Regions from separate parts of the Hordeum vulgare genome. Here region 1 is linked to region 2. Evidence: chromatin contacts called from public Hi-C data. All regions are on one chromosome and are shown on one strand. Each heading gives the region's core, a stretch centred on a gene start, on an enhancer-like site or on the middle of the called end of the contact. The rest is flanking DNA. Distances are from core to core; before and after follow the strand shown. Region 1 holds the start of LOC123401035 (transmembrane 9 superfamily member 12-like). Region 2 holds the start of LOC123403978 (phosphatidylinositol/phosphatidylcholine transfer protein SFH13-like).

What was found. Hi-C and Micro-C count contacts between places; a contact is called where the count stands out from the background.
Region 1: a contact with region 2 is called in a Hi-C map of leaf, with 8 times the contacts expected there. The contact joins the promoter of LOC123401035 here to the promoter of LOC123403978 in region 2. A contact is called at or near these places in 4 of 6 Hi-C or Micro-C datasets (leaf and seedling) and 1 of 1 datasets of contacts at active chromatin or transcription factors (embryo).

The regions. Positions count from the first base shown.
Region 1 is chr6H:483,106,687-483,110,977 of MorexV3_pseudomolecules_assembly, reverse strand. LOC123401035 (transmembrane 9 superfamily member 12-like) reads right to left here and starts at 1,566. Exons shown (of 2, transcript XM_045094751.1): 1 at 1,233-1,566; 2 at 1-675. The coding sequence starts at 632.
Region 2 is chr6H:482,814,727-482,818,850 of MorexV3_pseudomolecules_assembly, reverse strand. LOC123403978 (phosphatidylinositol/phosphatidylcholine transfer protein SFH13-like) reads left to right here and starts at 1,515. Exons shown (of 15, transcript XM_045097881.1): 1 at 1,515-1,801; 2 at 2,176-2,278; 3 at 2,373-2,688; 4 at 2,784-2,883; 5 at 3,040-3,306. The coding sequence starts at 2,272.

The sequences.
Region 1 (4,291 bases), core at 317-2,816, 290 kb before region 2:
ATCTGGAAGCCGCTCTTGCGGTCAGACTCAACCATAGCAACACCATCCTCACTTGTGACCACAACATCACCTTGCGCCTGGTACGGATGAACCAAAACCCTGAACTTGAGATGGTTGATGATATAATCCTCGCTGCTCCCCATGGGGTTGTACCCGACAGGGTATCCGGTCCACTGGATTGTCATCCCATTCTGCTCAGTGAACCTCATGACCGGCAGATTGTCCAGGATCATGTTGACCTGGTACAGATTCCGCGCCCGGTTCTTCAACAGCTCGGCCTGCTCCTTGGTGAGCGGGTCGGTGGTGCAAAGGTACAGCGACTCGTTGGTGTTGACGTGGAAGTGGTACGGCGAGTTGTCGATCTGGTCACCCATGAGAACCTCGCCGAGGTTCTCGGCACTCTTCTTGACGCCTTCCGTGGGCTTGCAGTAGGGAAGGCTGTAGTAGCTGAAGGGCAGCTCGGTCTCGATGGACGTGAGCGAGTTGACCTTGGCTGCGATCGTTTCGCCGGCTTCGTAGGTGTGCATGAAGGTGCCCGGGAGGTAGAAGGCGTCGGCGATGGGCTGCAGGCTCAGTAGAATGACCAGCAGGGAAGCCGAGATCCACCGGGCCGATGGCATCTTGGAGACCATTGCAGCAACAGACTCCTTGCAGGCGATCAATCAAGAGCTCCACCTGGACGAAAATTGTATAGAAGAAACACGGATCAATTCATTTCACAGAATCGCCATATTTTTTTTTGTTTCGTTGATGTAATCATGAGCAGATAGCAACAAAACACATAATTAAAGAGAACAGGAACGCATGTGCATCGAACAGAGTACTCATTTATCTAACCGCCAACATGCATGCGCGAAATCAAACACAGACGATCTACCGAGCACAGACCAATACTCCTACACCCGAAGCTGCGGAGATAGCAAGCAACAGAGACACGTAATCGACCGATCCTCTGAAACCGACAATAACAACAACCGCCATTCACCGGGAAGAACGAACGAGCATGTCTGGACCAGCCAACAATCCCCTGAAATTGACTACGATAACCAGCGGGAAAACGAACTATACCAACAGCGGCCCGACGAGGCGGCACGGATCCCGCTCTAACCCGACCCAGCCACAGCGGCAGAGGCAGAGGATCCAGATCCGGCCGCCCAGACGGTCGACGGGTAACGCAGGGAAGAAGAAGAAGGAAATGGGGGAGCTGGGGGGAGAAGGGAAGGGGCGGTCACCTCAGATCTGGATCGCGGGGTGCGGACAAGGAGGAGGCGGCGACCTGGGCGAGGTCAAAACATGGGCGACGCTCCCGAGCCCGAGGCCACCCGCCCCTCTCTCTCTCTCTATCTCTCCGTCCGCCCTCGAGATCGAGGACGAGGACGAGAAGAATACAGCAGGGAAGTAAACGCTCGGCCGGCAAAATCGAGGGAGAGGGCACGAACCCCGCCAATCTTATACTACTACTTGTACTACTCCCGCAAACACGCACACACGCGCCACTCAAATCGGCGCAGTTTTGATTTCTTCCCCTCTCAAATCTACAGCCGCGCGCTGTTTGAATTCGGAGGACATTTGTGTTTTTTTGGGGGAGATTTGAAGGTTTATGAGGTAGGTCGTGGACCGGTTCGGTGCTCCAGGCCGGGCCCCGCCGCTGGTGTTGGTCAGCAGTCTACACGTGGTGGTACGTGTGGCGATTTGGTCCCGGTTTGACCCGGGTGGGTTGGGCAGGTTGGCGGGGAGCCTAACCGGGAGAGTGACATGTGGGCCCAGCCAAAACGCCGGAACGGGGATGTGCGGCATGTGCTCGTGTACGGTACGGTTGTGCTACTGCCTCGTATCGGTCGGTCTCCCGTTTCAGATCTGGACCGTCGGTGGGGTTGGTACGGTTCTCCTTTCCTTTTTCTTTTTTTTAGCGGTGAAGGGTTGGTATGGTTCTTGGAAGCTGCTGCAAAACGCCAACGCAGATGAATACTCCTACACAGTAGATTCCGGAATACTGCAGGTCTGCAGCTTCCCACCCAGGAGCACGCAGGCAATCGCGGCGCCTTTTTCCTGTCGAAAATACAGGTGGAGGTGGCGTTTTCGTTCCAGAAGGAAACATGAAGATGACCCTTGGAGCACCAAATTTGACCTTGAAGCATGAAGACACGTCCAGTCAGTATTTGAATGTGATCCTTTTTTACTTCATATCTGTGTGTCCATGCATTCATGTCTTTTATTTTATTTTCTTATACGTCTGGTCACATACATGTGATTAATAAAGATGGAGAGAGAAAGAAAATAATAATAATAAGGAAAAAATATTTGTGGTTGGTCCAATTTTATGTGACGGACGCAACACTATTGCCCAGAGACTCCTCGTACTCATCTTATATATAAGATGAATATAAACAATGGCGGATAGCCTGTCATTTAAGATGGATTTGAGGGATTCGATTGAATCAACTTTTTGCTTCTCCCTCATGTCTCATGAGTGAGTCAAATTGGAAAATTTGATTGTAGATGCTCTTAGAGCATCCACAACCGGTTAAACCGGCCTCAAACGCCCGGGTGGTCACTGGCTGGTCACAAAAAAGACTCACTCGAACACTTTAAACCGATCTCAAGAGTCATGATGTCTGGTCCTCCTCATATCCAGCCAAAATTTAGGGCGATATGGGACGGCCCGGACGCATCCGCCATGTTAGCCCGACCCACCATTGACCCCAATTTATCCACACATAAACCACGTCTGCCATTTTAGCCCGGCCCACCTCTAACCCCCAATTTGCCCCCACAAAACCCCTAATCCGGAGCAAACCCTACATTCCACTTCACTTCAATCCGCTCCGTCTCTTCTTGTTCCTTTCTTGGTTTCAATCCAATCCAACATTCATCCACCATGTCGAGCTTCGGCAGCCGCTCCGACTATGGCTGACTGGGACGCTTTTGTGTGCGAGGCGGCCGATGACGAGGATGAGTTGTCCCTCCGCATCACGATGGAGCGGGCGGGTGGACATGCGGTGAGGAGGGGGCAGTTCCGAATCTGCTGTGTCGCCACTCACCCACCGACGCAGCGCGGACGCGGAGTTGCCCCCCCCCCCCTCGGCGCACAGCTCCCGCATGGGAAGCTTAGTCTTCCATCGACCACCTTCTGTGTCGGAGGCTGCTCCGCAAGGGCATCAATGGGGGCTAGTTCCCGCTCTGTCGGCGCCACGGACGTGCCCGCCTGAATCGGAGGCGCGCGTCGCACGCTGCAAGAGGCAGCGGGCAAGGGAGAGAGAGGCGGTTGCACAGTCCTCTCGTCGAGGTCACGGGATGCCGGCAGTGCCAACGAGGAGGAGCGACTCCTTGCGTGGGTCTATGTCCAGTCACTTATGATGGCGAAAACGGACGCCCGCCGACTCCGGAGGAAGAACGCCAAGGCGCTCCGGCTTTAGCAGTCCGGGCGCAAGGTAGCGGAGGCAGCGACAAGGGTGGTGAAACTCAAGCTGTAGCAGGACCGCATCGTCCGATGATTGGAGGGCTACATCGTCACCTCCTCTTCCTTCTGCTCCGACGGCTACGTCGACCCGCATCCTGCCGTGGACGCCTACAGCAATGTCAGCGACCGGAAGGGCAAAGGGCCGGCGAGGAAGTGATGAAGCTCACTCCGTCATTCAACTTTAATTTTTTGCTTTTAGTAATCCTGGTTGAATTTGCCCGTCCGCTGAACCATGGTGAATTTTGGTAAAGTTTATGTGAATGATGTTTGTTTTTTTTATGTCCATTTGCTCAAGTTGTTGTATGTCCGTTTGATCTGTACAGTTTAATTCTACGTTGCATGCTTTAGTATGGATATAATGATATGAGATTCACGGCCGTGGACGAAAAAATGTAAGGAGTGTAAGATCACTTTTCACGGGCGTATAGCATGCGGGATTTTGACAGAATGCAGATGCTCTTACAGTCACATTTTTCCGGTGAGACGTTGGGCGACAGATCCTCCGATTTGTAAAATGGGGTATAAACAAGACGACAGCCACCCACCATAAAATGTGGGGTCGATGACCAACCTACAACCTGCATAGAACTCAGATGCGCTCCGACGGCCCGTCCAGCTACGCAGATGCGATCTCCAACCTGTCGTCGTGATGACTTGCTTGCTTGCCACTCACACTCCCTTTCCCGAGCCAAAAATATGCATGGTACAAATTTAAAACGGTTCGCGATCCCAGTAGCACGTCGCAACCTCGCGCTGCCACTCATCAATGAATCCTTTGCATTTCTTAGCAGACAATCATCGCCGAGCTCGTGCGTACATGTCTGGTGGAAG
Region 2 (4,124 bases), core at 266-2,765:
TATTGCATGTCTTGTTTCATCTTTATTATCATGGTCATGTTCTTCATAACTTTTCTGTTAATAAAATCCTATGGTAAATTGCTGATATTTCCAACAATTGCCTCCATAATTCTAGTAGTGGGATTTTTACATTATAGACTTATATAGTTTGATGACCAGCTTCCTCAAATGCTCGAGGTCTTCATGATGAATCAAGTTAGATGCACACCCATTTACTTGCATTAGGAGAGATTTCATAAATTTATAGTTTTAGTGCATCCGTTGCAAGATAATCCCTACTCCTCACATTCATATCGATAGTAAGGACACTACATTGCCTAATGACCCGTCTAGTTGTTGCGAGACTTTCCCCACGTTTTGTCTTCCCTTATACTCCCTCCGTTCCTAAATATAAGTCTTTTTAGAGGTTCCACTAAAAAACTACATACGGATGTATATAGATATACTTTAAAGTATAGATTCATTCATTTTACTCCGTATGTAGTCCCCTAGTGAAATATCTAAAAAGACTTATATTTAGGAACATAGGGAGTAAATCCCAATCACCATTATCTTTGTTCACACTCATTTATTGAGTGAAGTTGAAATAATTTAAGCGAGAAAAATATATGATACAATTGCTTGGTTTGGCATCGGGGTGTTCTTGATTTGATATATCTATGCAAGGAAGATTGAGCATGACATGCTTACCACAACTAAAATGTACAGAAGTTGTTTCCTTTACATCCATTAGTTTGAAAGGTTTTGATGAATTACATGCATGTTTGGCCTTACTGTTTCAATATCAAATTCATAGAGTATTGCCTTGTATAATTTCTATCGTAATATTCATGTCATGATTATATTATTCGATCAGGATTATGCTATGTAGTGTTTATATTTTTTTATCATTTACCTACTCAAAAATAAAATGAATTAAGTTTAAGGATGCTAATACATTTTCATCGTATCTATACTTTTTTTCATACTAACATAGTCTCAACGTCAGTTCCTGATTGTTTGCATCATGAACAACGCAACAAAACGCATCAAATCCTTCTAGTCGACGCCATTTGCCAGCCGAATTGTACCGACCTCCCCTGATTAACAGAAATCCTTTGATCTCGCAAAGAAAAGAAAAAAAAGAGCATGCGCACGAATCTTCGTCGAAGAGAGAGTAGGCCAGAGCCGGGATGGATGGGGAGGTGCCGTACGGGTATCACGCACGCAATACAAGGCGCGACCATCCATACCGACATGACAAGACTGACACGCCGGCCCCCCGCGTGTCAGCCCCTCCCGGTTAACCCCGCACGTGAGCGTCGGCGGCCCTGCTCCCGGCCCTGCGTTTTACGCAGTCACGCAAAAGCGACGCGGGAGCGCGGCAGCAGCCGTCCCCATCCGCCCGGGTCAATAGCGACGCGCGCACGCTCCTCGCGCACCCAGCACCGCCGCGCACGCCACCGACGACTGGGCCCCGCCCCGCCCCGCCCCGCCCCGAGAGGCGCCAGAAGGCACGAGGCGCTGCCCAGCGTCACAGTAACCGAAGCAGTCGAGTAGGCGGGCGCTAGCAGCAGCGGCGGCAGCAGCGGCACGGGGAGGAGTAGGCGGAGGAAAAAGGAAGCGTAAGCGCGAGGGGGACGGAGGCGGAGAGAGAGACGCGCGGATCAAACGCCCGCCCGCGCGTGCCACCAGCTCGAGCCATCGGTTCATCCGCTCCGCCCCGCCGCGCCGGAGGTGGTGGTGGTGGAGGAGGGGCGCGCGGCCCGCGGCCTCCCTCCCCATCCGGATCGAGCGGCGGATCTCCCTCTCCCGCGGCGAGGTACGGTACGGATCGGCTCCGCTCCGCTCCTTCCGGTTTTCCGTTTTGTTCGCGCGTCGGGTTCGGACGATCGGATCTAGCTGCGGGCGCCCGCGTGATTCTCGAGGCGGTTGGGGGGGGGGTACGTGCACTGGATCTCGCTTGCGGCGGGAGCATTTATTCTAGTATGTATGTAGGTTTAGGCGATCGCCTTTCCTTTCCGGAATCATCGTTTTCTGGGCTTGTTTCCTTTCCATGGCTTCTGCTTCTTCTCGTTGCGGATAATTTGGCCACGAGTTCGGTGTTTTCCAGCACAACTCTCTGAATTCAGTTCTAACCTGTATTTGTTTGTCTCTCCCAAAAATAAATGCATAATTGGTGTTGGTTTGTGGCAGAGTGGAGCTGGAGTGGTCGTACATATAGTTTCGGATCAGTGATCATCAGTTCTAAAATAGGCTGACCCCTGATCATTTAGGCTGCATTTGTGGAGAATGTCAGGTATGGGCTGTTGTTGGTTGTTTCTACACCTATGTGGGTTTAACGGATCAAGCAATGCAGCTAATGTTATGTGTGGTACGATGTGCTGTTTCAGAGAGCAATATCGACGGCATAGAGATATCAGTCAGTAACGATGAGAGGAGGGACAGAGCGGATGCCGAGAACTCGGAGGACGAGCCAAAGCACAGGCGGATGCGGTCGCTGAGGAAGAAGGCGCTGCACGCTTCAACGAAGCTGACACATTCGCTGAAGAAGAGGGGGAAGAGGAAAGTGGACTGCAGAGTGCCGAGAATAGCGATAGAGGATGTCAGGGATGCTGGTGAAGAGCAGGCGGTCAGCTCCTTCCGTGAGGTTTTGTTTGCCAGGAGCCTATTGCCTGAAAGGCATGATGATTACCATATGATGCTTAGGTTAGTATGGATGAAACCTTGCCTCGTATTGGTGTTTGTTTTCAGCTGTCAAATACCAGTTGGTGATTCTTCATTCTGGTATATGTGGTATGCAGATTTTTGAAAGCTAGAAAGTTCGACGTCGAAAAGGCAGCACAAATGTGGGATGAGATGCTCCATTGGAGGAATGAATTTGGGACGGACACAATTTTGGAAGTAAGAACACTGTCTATTCTCAGGACTGATTTGGAAATGTATGAAACATCTGTACAGATTTAGATGCATTTGGTGTGAATTTGAAAAGCTGCCTGCTATATAATTTGCCTTAACAGTGTCGTGCATACTGATGATAACTAACTTTTATCATTGAAGGATTTTGAATTTCATGAGCTAGAGGAGGTACTGCAATATTATCCCCAGGGTTATCATGGGGTTGACAAGGATGGAAGGCCTGTCTATATCGAGTTGCTTGGAAAAGTTGAACCCAATAAACTTGTGCAAACCACAACAGTGGAACGATATATCAAGTACCATGTGCAAGAGTTTGAGAGAGCATTCCGTGAGAAGTTTCCAGCCTGCTCAATTGCGGCTCAAAAGCATATAGATACAACAACCACAATATTGGATGTCCATGGCGTGGTATGTTCATTATCCTTTTCCTAAATATGGTTTCTCTGCGCCAGCAATTTTTGTCTAGACTCTAAAGATGTAAGAAAATTAGCAAAATTAAGTTTTGTCTTTGCAGTAACATTTTTTCCAAAACTACCTTCTGTTGATAAAACCTTCCATTGAAATTATTTCTTAGGCTAAAAATATGTTCTTTGTGGGGCTGCACTGCAGTTATCAGAAGTCAGAAACATTGTTTTCCTGTCACAAAGACATCTTCTCATAAGATAATATGCTAATATAACTGGAAATTTTCGCAGAAGTTGTAACCCTTACAGTCTTAGCCTCTTAGGGTACCTGTTCTAACAAAAATGTGACTATTGGGATTTGCGAATATGTACAAGCTTGCATAAAGAAAATTTTGAGAAACTTCTTTAAAAACATCTTAGTGACTAAATTAACTAGGATGCTTGATGGCACAGTAGTCCTTGAAAGTTAGAGAGAAACAGCAGTAACACAAGGCTTTTCTTGAATGCTGGTGGTTTAGCTCATACTCTGTCCAGATAAAATACAATGGATTTGATTCCAATACCTTTTCTCGAACACACGTCTAAATGTGTGTCATTCTGTATTAGAAGGGAATGTCTAAGCGGCGCAACACGTTCAGCCTGGCAGAAAACAAAACTGAGAAAAACAAAAGAAAGGGAAGCAAAGCTGCAAAAAACGTAGGCAAGCAAAAGAAAGGCAAAAGCGCAACAGCTATATCGGCAAGCTGTACAGCTGGTTGCTAAGTCTGGTGGCCTGGGTGTGCCATGGAAAACGTCTTAGTGCCTTGGCTCCTTCCAACATCC